Regions from separate parts of the Sus scrofa genome. Here region 2 is linked to region 1. A link is a contact called in public HiChIP or PLAC-seq data. All regions are on one chromosome and are shown on one strand. The core of a region is the stretch at or near the end of the contact, and the rest is flanking DNA. Distances in the headings are between cores, read along the strand shown. Region 1 holds the start of GFOD2 (glucose-fructose oxidoreductase domain-containing protein 2). Region 2 holds the start of TSNAXIP1 (translin-associated factor X-interacting protein 1).

Region 1 (2,722 bases), core at 211-2,710:
CCATTGCTGCAGCTGCAGTGTAGGTCGAAACTGGCACAGATCTGATCCCTAGCCTAGAAACTCCATATGCAATGGGGTGGCCAAAAAAGGGGGAAAAAAAAAGAAGAAACAGATCAAATACAAGCACGCTTTTGATTCTGCCTCCTTTCTGCTTGGCTGTTCAGAATCCAGGGAGAAGGACAAAGGGGATAAAATGCCATCAGAAGAGGCCGTTAGGGGTTACAATTTCTCTGGAAGACTTCCATGCTCACCAAGGTGGTGGTAGTGGCAGGAAGTCCTGTCTCCTGCCAAAGCAGGGATAGCCCTGCTGCTCAGCAGGTCTCAACGTAAACAACTGCGGCTTCACTGACATACTCTTTTTTTTGTCTTTTCTGGGGGGGAGGTGCACCTGCGGCACATGTGAGTTCCCAGGCTAGGTTTCCAATCTGAGCTGTAGCTGCTGGCTTACGCCAGAACCACAGCAATACCAGATCAGAGCCCCGTCTGCGACCTACAACACAGCTCACGGCAATGCTGGATCCTTAACCCACTGAGCAAGGTGGGGATCAACCTCAAGGATACTAGTAGGGTTCTTACCACTGTGTGACCAGCAGCAATCCCTCGATTGACACGTTCTAATCATCACAGGCTGCTCTGGAGAGCTGGCTGGGACATCTTCCTAATGCCAACTAAGCGTGCAGGGCTGGGGGAGGGGAGATTTAGAAGTCCACACTCTCAACGAGAGTTCCCTGGTGGCCTGAGGGTTAAGGATTCGGCAGTGTCATGGCTGTGGCTCAGGTTAATGCTGTGGCTTCGGTTCCATGCCTGGCCCAGTAAGTCCTGCATGCCAAAGGGCATGGTTAAAAAAAGAGAGAGAGAGATAAGCAGGGGTGGGTCTCCCCATGCAGAAATAACCCCTAATCCCACATTTTCAACATCACCTGTTTTGCACCAAGGTTTACAGGTTCGTTTCATTCTTATATCGGACAGTCTGGTGAAACGGTAGTCTCGTTACAAAGTGGTATATATACTTGGGTTCGGTAAAGAGATCAGAGAGACCGAAGTTACAGTCTTGAAAAACACTTGACATTGTTAAGGAACAACCAAAAAACATCCAGAAAGGGAGCCCAAGCACGGAAAAACGAGTCATTAGAATCAGAAAGCCAGGAAGTCCGGCAAGTTTGAGAGAACTGCCTTTCTGCAAAGATAAATTGTTATTCAGCAGGAGACCTTCCTTCATTCTGGGAAAATCAAGGCCCACAATCAAGGCCACCCCATTGCATACGGAGTTTCTAGGCTAGGGATCAGATCTGTGCCAGTTTCGACCTACAGCCTAAGTTGGAAAACCGCTCGCTCCTCGCCTCCACCGCCGGAAATGAATGACCAGGGCTTCTAGCCAGACTGCTTAACCTCCGCCCCCGATCAGCGAGCATGCGCAGCTCCCGGCTCCGGCCCCTCCCAGCGCTGGTCCACTACCGTCAGGGAGCATGCGCAGACCTCCCGCCGTCCCCCCCCTCCTTTTCCAAAGACCCCGGTTCCTTAGAAACCGGGCGGCGCGTTCCCGGTGGCTGCGAGCTAGTTTTCGGGGCTGGTGCGTCCGCCCCTGCCTCCCTTACGGAAGGCGGGTGGCCGCTGAGACCTGTCCGGACCCGTGGTCTCCGGTGTAGCCCTGGGCGGGGGATGCCAGCGTGCCAGGTGAGAGGCGGCCCGTGAGGGCGGGTAAGGATGACGGGCATGGCGCGGAGGCAAGCGGGCGCCGGCCGGGCCTCCTCCACGGACCGGCGCCCGAGGTCGGAGGAGGGGATGAGCTAAGCTGGGGTGGGAGGGGGCCGTTCTAACTGTCAGCGCAGGCTCGGGGGTCGCCCCAGATTTCGTCGTCCCACCTCGGAAATATGACCTGCAAGTTTGGTCGTAGAATTGTAGAATTTGGGTTCCTGGAAGGACCTTGGCCATAACCCATCCCTTTACTGGACGCGAAAACCTAGGCTCCACCGCCCTGTGCGGAGCAGACCCCCTACCTGTGTGAGGACCAACGCTTCGTGGATAAGGATGTGAGGTATGGGAACTTGAGACAAAGAACTCGTGGGGTAACTGGTCCCTCGTCTTTCCCAGTGAGCTGGTACTTTGTGGGAGATCAGTCATTATTTACGGAAAGTGTTCAGGTGGCAGATGGGAGAAACGACACTCTGAAAGGTGCAGATGGTTCTTCCAGTCCCCGAGTGTCCGCTGGCCAGATCTCCCTGGGCCTGGCTACCTTTGAAGCTCAGGTAGGAAGCAGATGGCTGTGGAGACAAAAGGTGAGGTGAGGTATTCCTCTCAAGGTATTATCACACGAATGGTGAGGAACTTAGAAGGGTCCAGGACATCAGGACTTGTGAAAAGTTGTGTGAGAGTTTAGGGAAGAATCTAAAGCACAAGACCGGAACAGAAAAGTTTAAGGCTGCCTTGGATTGACACCAAGAAAGGTTATAATCCTTATTTATAGTCATTGTACCCATAGGGTCATGCTGAGGGAAGGATACATGAGGAAGGAAGTCGGTGGCCTTTGAATATCCAGAATCTGGTGGGGCAGGGCACAGAGGACCTTTGTAAGCTTCAGGGCACAGAAGTCTGAGAAAAGCCCTGATTCTGTGACCCTTCAGTTGAAGGGAACAGCTGTTTAAATTAGAAAAGACACCTAATGCATTATTTTGATACAAAGAGATACGAAGAAGATGGTAGTCAGGGAATCTAGGTATATTCT
Region 2 (2,889 bases), core at 230-2,729, 80 kb before region 1:
GATACCACAGCTCACCAAAAAGCTGGATCCTTAACCACTGAGCAAGGCCAGGGATTGATCCTGCCACCTCGTGGTTCCTAGTTGGATTTCTTTCCACTGAGCCACGATGGGAACTCCAAAATTTTTTGTTTTAAATATATGCTTTGTGACTTTCCTGGCTAACGGAGCTTGTTATCTTATTTTCAGTGTCCAGAGGCTGCACCCTGAATACAGGCAGGAGCTAGCAGGAGGCCTCGGGATGTTTCTAGGCTGCTTAGTGATGCTTCTTTGTCATAAACCAGTGGGTGCAGAGGCTGTTAACCTTGTGGCTAAGCGCTCAGTTTCAGGAATCACACATGCCTGGCTGGGTTTGAATCCTAGCTCAGTCATTTATAAACAGGTGTAAAACTCATGATCTCTCTAGACTTCTATTTCTCTATTTGTAAAATGGTGATATTACTAATTCATAGAGTTGTTGTGAGGGTTAATTGTGCTATGTAAAGAGCATGGCACAATTCCGGCTGTGGCTCAGCGCATTAAGAACCGGACAGAAGATACGTGAGGATGCGGGTTCCATCCCTGGCCTTGTTCAGTGGGTTAAGGATCTTGTGTTGTCCTGACCTGAGGTGCAGGTCCCAGACGTGGCTCGGATCTAGTGTTGCTGTGGCTGTGATATAGGCCGGCAGCTGCAGCTCCCATTCGACCCCTAGCTTGGTTATTTCCATACGCCGCTGGTGCGGCCCTAAAAAGATAAAAAAACACAAACAAACAAACAAACAAAAAAACTTGGCACGCTCAATACAAACAAGATGGCTGTTACTAATGATAAAGTATGCCTGCCCTTTTACAAGAATGTAACGGCCTCCCTGAGCTGAGGAGTCATCTGAGATTCTGTTTCTTCATCACCTATCCTGTGCGGTTGGAGCCCCAGACCAACGGAGAGAGGTCCGAATCAGGTACCATTTATTTCTTTTTCTGGAAGTAGTAAAGCCCTCTTCTCCGCCCTCAGCCCTGCCAGCGCTTACCTCGACGTGGTCGCCAAGCTGGGGCACTGCGGTTTGGAGGAGGCCATGACCCTAGGGCAGCCGTGCAGCCAGCACTCGCGAACTGGAAAGCCGTGCTAGTGTACAGCTCGTCGCCATGGCGACCAGTTCCCAGCAGCCCAGCGGCGGGGGCGGGGTCAAGGTTGTGTCTTGCCCCCAGCCCAGAGCCCGCGGGCTAGGAGGAAGGCCAAGTAGCCAAGATGGGGTCAGACTTGGGAATAGGGTCTTCTCAGAGTCTGTCACTACAGCAGATATGACTCTAGCGACCAGAATTGAGGCAGGAGGATAAACAGAGGCCATGGGTGAGGGAGGCGAAGTGAGAGGCCAGAATCGCGTTGCCAGCGGGAACTGTAGTTTTTGGTGTCCTAATAGCTTGGCTAAGCAGGCTTATGACTGAGTCGGTTTGTACTACATCTCCCAAAGTTCTTTACCAGCCCGAGCTAGCCTCCCTATGGAGAGCTCTGCATTCTGGGAAATGAAGTCCGAAATATGGCAGGGCGTGGCAGTATGCAAAGAGAGGTACCTAACTCGGACTCGATTTCCCTGCGGCCCGGGTTTGCTCTCCGGCCATTGGCTGAGCGGGGCGGATCTAGTCCTGTTCTTCCCCGCCCCCAGTGACACAATAGCAGCTCCCTCCAAGATGGCGGCGGCGACGGCGGATCCGGGAGCTGGGAGCCCGCAGGTTGGAGACTCCTCCGGCGGGGGCGCTGGGGGCGGGCTGCCGTCTCCGGGGGAGCAGGAACTGAGCCGGCGCCTGCAGCGCCTGTATCCCGCGGTCAACCAGCATGAGACGCCGCTGCCGCGCTCCTGGAGCCCCAAGGACAAGTACAACTATATCGGCCTCTCCCAGGGCAACCTCCGCGTCCACTACAAAGGTATCGGCCTGTTTGGCCGCGGGGGGTAAAAGGCCAGAGCGTCAGCAGGGTGGCTGTGCTGTCCAGCCCCTGCTTCATCACTTCCTTTCCCCAAGCTCCGGATTAGGCCTTAGCTCCTGTTGGGTGTTTGGGTGGTGGGCTGACCAGACCGAGGATTGGCTGCTTAGCCTACTCTGCCGTGAGACTTCGGATGTCAGGAGAACCTCAACAGGTGTCCAAACCCAGTGCTGGGTTGGACATTGCACCCAAGGCCTTCTTGCCTGTCCTGTGGTAGTTGGAACTCTCCCTGGGCCCTTCACCACTGCTTAGCTTTAAACGTCTCTGTAGACATTAGTGGTCTCATCCTCTCTATTAGCCAGAGGTGCATGAGCTTGCTTACCTGCTGGACATCTCAGACACTGCCTACGGTTCTGTGCTAAAGTTGTGGGGCCATCTTCCAGGGCTGCCTCTTCCTCCCTTAGTCTCCTAAGTGGGCTGCTTGGCTGCTTGTATTCTGGAGAGTCTGGCAGCAGCACGAGGGAATCTCTCACTTGTCACCCACCTTGCATATGCCTCCTGTGGTTTGTATGGAGACAGTGTCTCAGACAGTGCTACTGTTCTGAGGATGAGGTGGGAGGTTTGTGTGTTTGCTCAGTTGTTGTCTAATTACACCTTGGACCAGGAAAGGGCTTCCTCTGGCTATGAGGGGTGAAGTTGCTGTGGAGCAGAGAAGAATGAGTCTTCCATTTGCATTTCCTTTTGCTGAAATTTCTTTGTCCTCTCTTACTAGGTCATGGCAAAAATCACAAAGATGCAGCCTCAGTGCGCGCCACCCACCCCATACCTGCTGCCTGTGGCATTTATTACTTTGAGGTGAAGATTGTCAGCAAAGGAAGAGATGGGTAAGCCCAATACTGAGCTGTTCCTTTTGGTCAAAGTTTGAGGTCTCCTGATTGACCCTTGTGACTTGTGTGAGCTGCTGAGCTGTATGGGTCTGGGCTGCAGAGGGGATT

Evidence for each region. HiChIP or PLAC-seq counts read pairs in DNA pulled down with a chosen protein or histone mark.
Region 2: an H3K27ac HiChIP or PLAC-seq map of alveolar macrophages shows a contact between it and region 1. The contact joins the promoter of TSNAXIP1 here to the promoter of GFOD2 in region 1. A contact is called at or near these places in 1 of 5 promoter capture datasets (fetal liver), 5 of 47 Hi-C or Micro-C datasets (embryonic fibroblasts, liver and skeletal muscle) and 2 of 2 datasets of contacts at active chromatin or transcription factors (alveolar macrophages and skeletal muscle).

The regions. Positions count from the first base shown.
Region 1 is chr6:28,346,935-28,349,656 of Sscrofa11.1, reverse strand. It overlaps GFOD2 (glucose-fructose oxidoreductase domain-containing protein 2), which reads left to right and starts at 1,460. Exons shown (of 4, transcript XM_021094104.1): 1 at 1,460-1,674.
Region 2 is chr6:28,427,121-28,430,009 of Sscrofa11.1, reverse strand. It overlaps TSNAXIP1 (translin-associated factor X-interacting protein 1), which reads right to left and starts at 1,479. Exons shown (of 16, transcript XM_021094108.1): 1 at 1,005-1,479. The coding sequence starts at 1,051. RANBP10 (ran-binding protein 10) reads left to right here and starts at 1,627. Exons shown (of 14, transcript XM_003355780.5): 1 at 1,627-1,897; 2 at 2,667-2,778. The coding sequence starts at 1,663.